Linked DNA regions of Hermetia illucens: region 1 is linked to region 2. A link is a contact called in public Hi-C data. All regions are on one chromosome and are shown on one strand. Each heading gives the region's core, a stretch centred on a gene start, on an enhancer-like site or on the middle of the called end of the contact. The rest is flanking DNA. Distances are from core to core; before and after follow the strand shown. Region 1 holds the start of LOC119661261 (polycomb group protein Psc-like). Region 2 holds the start of LOC119652874 (protein suppressor 2 of zeste).

Region 1 (4,954 bases), core at 341-2,840, 190 kb before region 2:
AAAATTTACCCCTATTCAGTCCGTTGTATTGTTTACTTCTTCTTGGAAAGCTAGAGCTCAAGAAAAAAATTCTGAATAAAACAAAAATGCGAGCCACGTTTTAGGATTTTCACCTTGACTACCTGTAAACGGTACATATCTAGGTAAATAAAAATCTGAAAAAAATATCAGCCATGAGGTATTATGGGTATAAATTTTATTCCGTCTATATAAACATAAGCGGACCTAGGCATATAAAGCCTATACATGACCGTAACATATGCACATGTTTGTAACTAAGCTATGTATACATGAACTAACACCACAACTAAATATATGCCCAAAAGAGCTATAGACGATGAATCCTGTGTTTCAGAACAAGAATTACGGGAAATGATCTTTGCCATCAGATCATAAACTTAGGGGAAATTTTAATACATGTAAGGGGATGGTGACCCCTATACATACCCACAGACCCCGTGCAGCGTATACATACGTATATAGTGTACAAGAGACTAACAGTCTATCGTTGCTGCTGGCAACATCTATGCCCGTTGACGCTCTTGTAGGTAATGTACATACCGCGGAACAGCTAGGAAAGCAAATACCCGGAAAGGGAATTTTCAATGTTTTGTCTTAAAGACAATTTCCTAATGTTTCAAGATTTATCGTTAAATTGCACAATTCATCAAATTAGAGACGACCTTACCTATAGAAATGTAAATCCTTCTGCGGAAGTTCCGCTTTTGTACTCCGAATTAAATCCTAGCGACAACCTAATCCACAGTGGTTGGGATAAGGACAATTCGGAATACTATCCATTATTGGGCACATCCTGGTGAATGCAGGGGAGTCCCTCCAATTTGCACTGAATAACCACAAAATTTCAGGCGAACTCACTAATTCATAGTTCAGTAAGTCGTTTCCCCAACGCACAGGAAACTCAAGATCGCTCCGATTAGCAGCAAACGTTGCACTTTTCCACTTACGGCAGCATCTGCCACTTTCTAATATTCCAAAAATTCTCCGAACCCAAAAATAAATTCACCAACCAACTTCCACTTTGCTAATCCACGGGTGAAATCAAACAGTTCACTGCGAGCTGCACCCGCGTCCGTTGATCTCGTAAATAAAGCGGCTTCCACGCGATCTGTCCGGGGACGGCCGCTTGCTCCTATCGCACTATGTACATATGCAGGGGGCCTATTTACAACTGATTACCCGCGGCGCGCGTATGTACCGAAAACTGAGGAAATTTAAAAAAAACCGCCAAATGCGAAGGCACAGCGAAGCCAAGATCGATATATAACGACCCGATCGCAGGTATCAGCCAGAGCGGGACGGCTAGCACTATTGTTCGCTCTTTCACTCTCCTGGAAGCGATAACGACGCCTGAGCTTCGCTAATGCGCTTTTAATTGGTTTATATAATGAGTAACGAACGCCACGAACACCTTCCGTTGCGAGCGAATACAACTTTTCCGAAATCCGCTGATCGCCAGAAAACCGCTCAACACAAAGCTCACTGCCAAGCTTGCCACTGTTCACCAAGTACATAACAACTCAAAGCTTAGATGAACTGCACAGACCTGCACGCACTCACATCCTCTCCCGGCCAACGTCAATTTTCTACTGAAACCCAAAGAACCAAATACCAGCCGCTCGGGTAAATAAAAGTCGCCGTAATTCCCAGCCAAGTCCATCCAAAGGCAAATGTTTTCTTTCGAATTGCCCGTCCTGCTCGGGCCAATGCCGCGCACGAGACGGCGACACGGTAATCTGCGATAAATAGTCCTTCGAATTAGTACATAGGTGGCACTATACATAACAGCTGACAGCGTGCACGCCGTCGTCATCGGTCGTTTGCGTTTCGCCTTTATTTACCGAGCAACCTAAGACGGATGGCGAACGAAAAAAACGACGTTTATGTACTCGCCGCTTGCCTAACTGCCATAAATAGACCAAATGTGGGTTCTGGAGCGGGGGATCGGGCAGGGGAAAGTGGAGCGAGAGCGGGGCGGAAGGAAGGCGAAACAAGAGCCCAATGAGCACATAAAAGCGAAGGCACAAAGAAACATGCAGACTTGCGTATGTGCCTTTTACTCGTCATGCATATATAATGGTCGGCCAAGTACATACGCCGCGACGGTGACGGAGAACAGAAAAGCCTCAGGAAACGCGCGAGAACAAATAAACCCAAACGGGCAGTAAATAAGCGCGCACTCCCCAACGAAACGAAGGGCGAAGTTCGAAAGCTCAAATTCCACGCAACGAATTCGACTCCACTGTGGCGCGGAAGCTTTTCTCGCGGGGTGGCCTTTCTCAATTTCTCCCCCGCATGCAAATCTGACGCGAAATATGCGAGTGCAAGAAACGGCCAGAAATGTCATTTGAATCGCCGCGGGAGGAGTTGCGGGGAGAAGCGTGAACTAAAGCAAAAAGAAAGTTTCCAACAGTTCGGAAATGAAAGCTTCGATGAGAAATCACTCGAACGAATTGGGTTGCCTGGGCAGCAGGCGACAATGTATGCACAGCGGCCGGGAGCTTTCGGGCGCTTCTGAGAATTTTTTCTTAAAATTTCCTCGTTTCAATGCGATTTCGTCCACTTTCCTTCTTATGTGAACTCGGGTTCACGCCGGTCTGGCTTATTAACGAGTTCCCGCTTACATGAGACTTAGCGTTGCGACGTACAAACAAGGGCGATTGGAGGAATTCGGTTGGGGCCGCTAAGGAAGTGAATTCACTTTGTTTATCCAATGCCTTTGGGCTTAACGCAACGATTCGCTAAGGGTTGCAAATTAAATAACTCCTAAGTAGAATACCATTAACTAGAAAAGAACACGAGAGGGATCCACCCGGTGGAAAGGCTCGTTTGCCCCAAAAGTAATCGATGTCGCGCAAAACAGCTGAGTTGTTTTTGATATCGACAGGTTCGTGGAGGCAGTGATCTAAGCTCGGGCCCAAGAGAGGGAAAATCTCGAGGCGGTGAGGGTGAACGCAGGAGCCAGGAGACCCGTCGTTAGCTATGCTAACGCGGTAAAGAGCATTCGACTGGCCGTAATGCCGAAAGTATTTCCGAAGCAAATACTCACTCGTGAGAAGTAGGAAATAATTGAGGACCTCATCGTCATGAAAATGTGTCGGAATTGGAATACGGGGTTTCGACCAGGTTCTATACTGATAGACTGCGCGATGAAGGTCACGGCGGACTGACTTAGGACTATAGCCTCCAAACTGGCAGGATGGAAGAGAACGGAGCTGTCGACATGTGTTGGAGGTGATATGCCAGGGGCACATATAGAGACGGTTTACCTTCCCAAAGCCGCAACGATTGAAATGGGGAAGCTTTTACGCCTCCTCATCACTCAAAACATGGGTCTCCACACGCGGTTAGGGCGAGTTGTTAGAAGCAATGAGGAAGACAAAGCCAAAGTCCTAACGATCAGGGTAAACGACCAATCCCTGGAGGCAATGAAACGTCGTAATTGCTTTGTCAATCAAAGTTCTGGTAGCATATTTGTGGACGTGCACCAAGGAAGGATATTTCTGAGAACACATCGGGTGAAAATCCTACCCAGGACCCGAAAGTACCGCGGAAGCCCTTGAGGCTGAAAGGGGAGGACAAGCAGGGAAATGGACCTGCTGCCTATAGAAGAGGATAAGCTGAACGACCTTGATCTACGCTTTCTAGAGCTCAAGTCGGACAAGGAAATGCAAGGAAGTGCCATGTCGGAGGAGGAGGGTAATGCTCCGACATTATAGAAGAGCGCCAAACACTAACGGAGCTGATGGACAGTACTGCACTAATTGCAAGGGTAATATCTGCAGTAATTGCAAGGTGAAGTTCTAAGGGTAACATTGGAATAGTGCTGGCTTAAGAACCTAGGATGTATCGGGGGCAGATTCGCGGAAGGCAAGGAGGTAATTTGGGAGTCTTCTTGTGAAAAACCAAAATTTCCAAATTACGCAGAGTGCATAGCCGATAATAGCAGGTTTCATTTTTTTGGGTAAATAAGAAGCCTACTCCGAGCACATGGTTTACTAGTTTGCCACTATAATATATAGAGGAAACCGGTCCTTGTCCAGCATATTGGGAAAGGGTATTGCTTATTCGCAACTTCTTTTCTGTACAGGGATCGCACGTTCAATGAGATCAGTAAACCATGTGCTCGGAGTAGGCTTCTTACTTACCCAAAAAAATGAAACCTGCTATTATCGGCTATGCACTCTTCGTTCGCAAGGTAAATTTAGAAATATGGGCTCCATTAACGTTCACGGCGGAGTCAAGCCGTCCACTATAGGATAGACTGACGCGGAATATAGCTCCCTGGGGCCAACCTATCTCTCTCTGAAAGGGAGCTGCCTCTCCTCTAGGATGATATGTGGCTTTCCAGGGACCAAGCTTCTCTTCTACCAAGATCGTTAGTAAGTGGTAGGCCCATCTTCAAAATACTGAGAGCTAGATTATTACACCCAAGAAGGGAGAAGTTGGGATGTCAAGCAGTGGATCCAAGATCAACATTGGTATACTGCAAGCAACATACCCACAAAAAGACTACTGCTCAAAAAGTAGGGACAAGCAAAAGCACGAAATCAATATATCAGGCATCATGAAGGAGACAGGTCTCAGTGGGGCAGGTGCTACATGGTACTTGCGTCATCTGAAAGAAGGTCAGAAACCAGAAGGTGTTCTTAAGAAGGTTCAGGACAGCCATAAACTGTCTTTTTCGGAGCCAAGAAAGCGGGAAGCAGCGGAGATCAGCCCGGATGACGGGAACTCTCCCAAAAAAATACAAACCCTAAGCCCAAGGGGGGAGAAAACCCGAGTAAGTCAGGGGTGAAGGCAGGAATCAGGAAGCCCATCATTAGCTATGCTAGTGCACTCAAAGGCATTCGACTGGCCATGCTGCCAAAAATGTTCCCTGAGCAAATACTCACTTGTGAGGAGCAGAGAAATATCGAAGACCTTGTCATCA
Region 2 (4,404 bases), core at 1,618-4,117:
CTAAGTTCTTTGGATCAGGGCCTTGAAGTGTGTTAGAGCACTTCATCCTTGACTTTGGTGTTAAAATAATTGCATTTCCGGATTTTAAACAAGACAGCGAAGGCGAATCCAACGCTGTTAGTGTGTCGGGGAACATCCAGTTCGATGCTACCATCGTCACAAACCACGCTTCTTAGATATTAGATTGGATAGATTAGTTAATATTTTCGGTCCTTGGGTGTAATAGCCCGTCAAACTTACACCTTTGGTTTTGTTGGTATTTATCTTCGGTCCAACGCTACTTGCCCCTATTCCAAATCCATCATCATTTGGCCAACTTCTATGATTCGGAAGAGAGCAAACAGATGTCACGCACGTAGTCGAGGTGTTTGAAGAAAGATATCATAGTCCACTGGAACCTTCACCGTCAAGGTAGCATGAAAAACGTCACCGATAACAACAAGAAATAATATCAGTGGCAAGATGCAACCCTGCCGGACTACGCTTTCGACCTCAAATTCCTCCGAGATTTTACGTCGGTGCAGAATATGATATTCAACGTCATCTGTCGCTCTGATAATAGCTATAAGTTTCTCCACAATGCCCCGCCTGTGAAGAGCATGTCAAATACATTCCCTGTTTACTGTATCGAGAGCTTTCTCGAAATCAATGATGGTTAGGTGAAGCGAAGATCTTAGCTCCGCACACTATTCCAAAATGATTTGTAAAATATTAATGTGATCAATCTGCTGTTTGCTGATGAACCTTTCAAAGTGTTCCTTGATGTTTTTCTGAATTATTGCAACTATTTCAGGGGGTGGCAGCTTTTTAATCCTACGTGATGTTACAGACGCATTACGCAACTGACCTTATAGCAGCCTCTGTGCTCGAATAATGTGCTACCGATGCTGTGAAAGCTCCAGAAATGCATAAACCTTCCACCGACATCGCCAAGAAAATGTTTCCCCATCCATTCCAAATATGTGAATAGAATGTTGAAAAAACCTACCTTGGCCTCTCCTGAACTGAGATCAATTGCTCGGAGAAAGCAGCCTTCTCCAGTATATCAGAAGTCTCTGTTAGTGCATATCACTATATATTTCCGATGCTCCTTATCTTCCATAACTGGAATCTTGCAGTAAGAAATCTATCATAATTGCAGTAGCCGTCATAAACAACCCGACAACGGATTCGTGTCTGCCACCACGTTGCTTCCAAGAGTACAAAAGCACATTAGCATAAGTGTGGCAAAAGAGAGAGGAGTACTCTAAAATTCCACCATCTCACTTTGCTTAGGCTCAGAGTGTCCAGCTTATATTGTTAAAATTCTCGATCGAGTTGCGAAAGTGAATATTCTGGGGGCCTTCTTTACCGTTGTCGACGAACGTACGCCCGTTCCAGAAACCAATCACAACCCGTATTCGATAGGCCAAAGGGCTTTGGCGTGAGGACAGATCACTGCAGCATTTGTTTTTTTTTGTAGCGTGTGGCTCCAAAATTGACACCATAAGTCAGATACGCCCAAAGGTTTTTAAAAGATACACTTTACGGGTTTACGTCTAACTATCGAATGAATTTCATTTTATTCGTATTAATTTCTTTATTTCTTCAAGAGTTTTTCATAATAATTCAACCTTACTTCACTTTGTGCGTAATGCGCCCAATGTGGGTTTATAAGCGTGAAACGTTGCTCACTTCAGTTGTTCTTCAAAGCTTTATTTGCAGTATCTTGCTATTTGTAATTTTAAAAAGATTAGTGATAATTTGTTTGAAAGCTATTTCCAAACTAAATGCGGTAGATATAATGCTATATTTAAGGGATCAACCGTAGCTAACTCCCACGGTTAAGCCGCTCAATTAGGCATATGTAACAGAAGCATTTTAGCGTTCAATAGGAGATTTACGGTGATCCTGTATTTGGGTAATGGCCATGTAAGCCGGACCTGCTATTAACAATTTCATTATTGGATACAACTTCGTGGTAAACCTGTTTGATAAATACAAAATTCTAACCTTAAGCAGCCAAGAAACGTCTTTCCTCGATTAACCGATGCGTTTAATGCCAGACTGGCTCCCCAATAATTTCTGCATTATCGTCTAAAAATACACAATAAAAAATTTTACTATCGAATCATTCAAAGAGGGAAATGTGAATTTTACGACCACTTGACGCGTTGTTGCCAAGCCGCCGAAAAAGACGCGCCGCTCCAAAAGAAAACGCGCGAGACGCACTTAAAGTCGCCAAACACGTTGAACTTTTGAGATTCCCCGCATCACGGAACAAATCGTAAAAATGTCGAATAGGGAGAGCGCCGACTACAATCCGAACACGTAGCGACGCAATTTAGTCTCAAGAAGGTTGTTTGAAGTTGGAAGTTGTTGTAGCTCGCCGAAGCCCTTCAATCTGCCTTGAATGGGGTTACAGCTCGTTATTAAACGCGGGAATAGGGTTGGTTTGCCATCCCTCTTACTCAGACACCAGAAACTTGCCAATTCGATCTTCTCACACCCAACGCAAAACACGAAACAAAAGACAATCTTATCGGAACTTCAATGCCCGCTGGGAGCGCTGGGGTCGTTTGGTATAGAAATCGCGCCTTGATTCCACCGACGCTCTCTTTTTTTCTACCGCGCATAGCGCACGAGAGGTAACTCGGCCCCACTCCAATCGGCCGAACGAACACTCGAATACCGAACGCACCGTCCAACAACAACTACCGTTGGGGTACACAAACAAAATGGACAGTGTCGTCCATCGTTCGTGTGGCTTCGGCGGGCTTCGAGTGACGTCACCGTGGTGTGTGCCAATCAGCACGGAGTACGTGACATGGAGGCGCGGTTATTTAGGCGGGGTCGATAAAACTGAGGGAAATGTAGTTGCACAACTTCATGTTAGTCGAGGAATAGAGTTCGTGTTGATCGGACGGGCTGCGTGTCGCCGGTCCGTTTTTTAAGAAACAGTTCCCAGAGAATAAGATACAAAGTCAGATTTAAGTGATTTTAATAAGAAGAGGCGACATTTTAACAGTGCTCGGGAAAATCGATAAGTTCGTGAGTGTGGACGTGATTTCATATAAAAATTCGAGTTTTCTTGGTGCACTTGCGATGAAATCGTAAATTTCGTTGACCCAATCGACAAGAAAATTTCACGAGCTACGACTTGAAAAATTTTCGTGTCTTCTTCTTGCTCGCCTCTCATATGTGGTACGGCGGATGGCAATGTGTAGGTAAGCTGACCACAAATACATTCGAAAGACTACATGTTTTGGAATTCCGTCGGCGTCAAGTGTAGATAGGAGAGCACTGGTATGCGTGCGTGCGAATGTTGCGCAATTTCGTCGTGGCCGGTTGCAGTGTTTGCGAGCGCGAGGCACTCTAGTGGTCGTTCGTGGAACTACGCCTAATAAGGTATGCGCGCCTTCTACTAGAAAAGATACACGAAAACGAGCCGAGTGCAATTCGTGACAGTATCTGCGGGTAGTTCGGGGCATTGCTTGGAATCAGATATTTTTTCCGATGGGTACGTTTGCTGGTGTGAGTGGTTTGTGATGTATTCGTGAAAGTACGTTTCAAAAGAACTGAACTTTATTCTGGAGTCTTCTTTATAAGAACTGCGGTCCCGTTTGGATATTTGGATTAAAAGTCAAGCCATTATGTGTAAGTAACCGGGTTTCTTTCACAGAACAGTTGCATGCTGCTCGGTGTTTATCTTCTGCTTGAAAATCACTGCCAGGGGGGCGAAGGGGTGAGAGGGCGCCTTCAGATGGCTTTGACTTTTGATGTTAGCAAAGTTTGGATGTCGTCCCCTCTGACCATGCTCCCTCTGGTAAACTTAAAGCTTTTAGATTGATTGTGTGAGGCATTGCGCGCCTTTTTCAATTATTACTCCCATCGTTAGCTACGAGGCACAGGGTTCAATGGTACTTCGGCCCGTATTTCGAATATTTTTCCTGAAAATTTAAAACGTATCAAATGTTGCTTTTGTCTGAAAATTTTCGAGAGACTTGCAATTCTAGGTTTTGCCACACTTTCATCATTACACTCGATCCAATTAGGTTAGAGTGCGGAATTTCTGGCTGCTAGTGCGTTTCGCTACGTTGCCCTCGTCGTTGCCACAGCCTAATACATACCAGTTTTGCGACAGAGGCGAATTATAGATTTCGAGATTTTCCGGTCGGTTTATGATGCGCCGCGCGCACTACGCCACACGATTGACATCACATTTGCATGCATGTGACGCTCGGGCTTTATTTTTTTTTTCTGTTCAGTTTTCACATGGCTTTTTGTGATTTATTATTTTGTGCTGATTTGATTGGAATTAGTTTTGTATGTAGAACTACCAACTTTTGCGTTATTTGAATTTATTGGAGGTTTGGGTTAATTTGTATTTAAACTCGATTGTAAGTAGAATGCCTGGCTGAAATA

What was found. A called contact is a pair of places that touch in the nucleus more often than the background predicts.
Region 1: a Hi-C map of an unstated tissue shows a contact between it and region 2, with 6 times the contacts expected there. The contact joins the promoter of LOC119661261 here to the promoter of LOC119652874 in region 2. A contact is called at or near these places in 2 of 2 Hi-C or Micro-C datasets (an unstated tissue and whole body).

Annotation. Positions count from the first base shown.
Region 1 is chr1:92,010,357-92,015,310 of iHerIll2.2.curated.20191125, reverse strand. It overlaps LOC119661261 (polycomb group protein Psc-like), which reads right to left and starts at 1,590. Exons shown (of 5, transcript XM_038070514.1): 1 at 689-1,590.
Region 2 is chr1:91,823,380-91,827,783 of iHerIll2.2.curated.20191125, reverse strand. It overlaps LOC119652874 (protein suppressor 2 of zeste), which reads left to right and starts at 2,867. Exons shown (of 6, transcript XM_038057239.1): 1 at 2,867-3,636. LOC119652882 (a long non-coding RNA gene) reads right to left here and starts at 2,472. Exons shown (of 3, transcript XR_005249611.1): 1 at 2,143-2,472; 2 at 1,993-2,076; 3 at 1,600-1,925.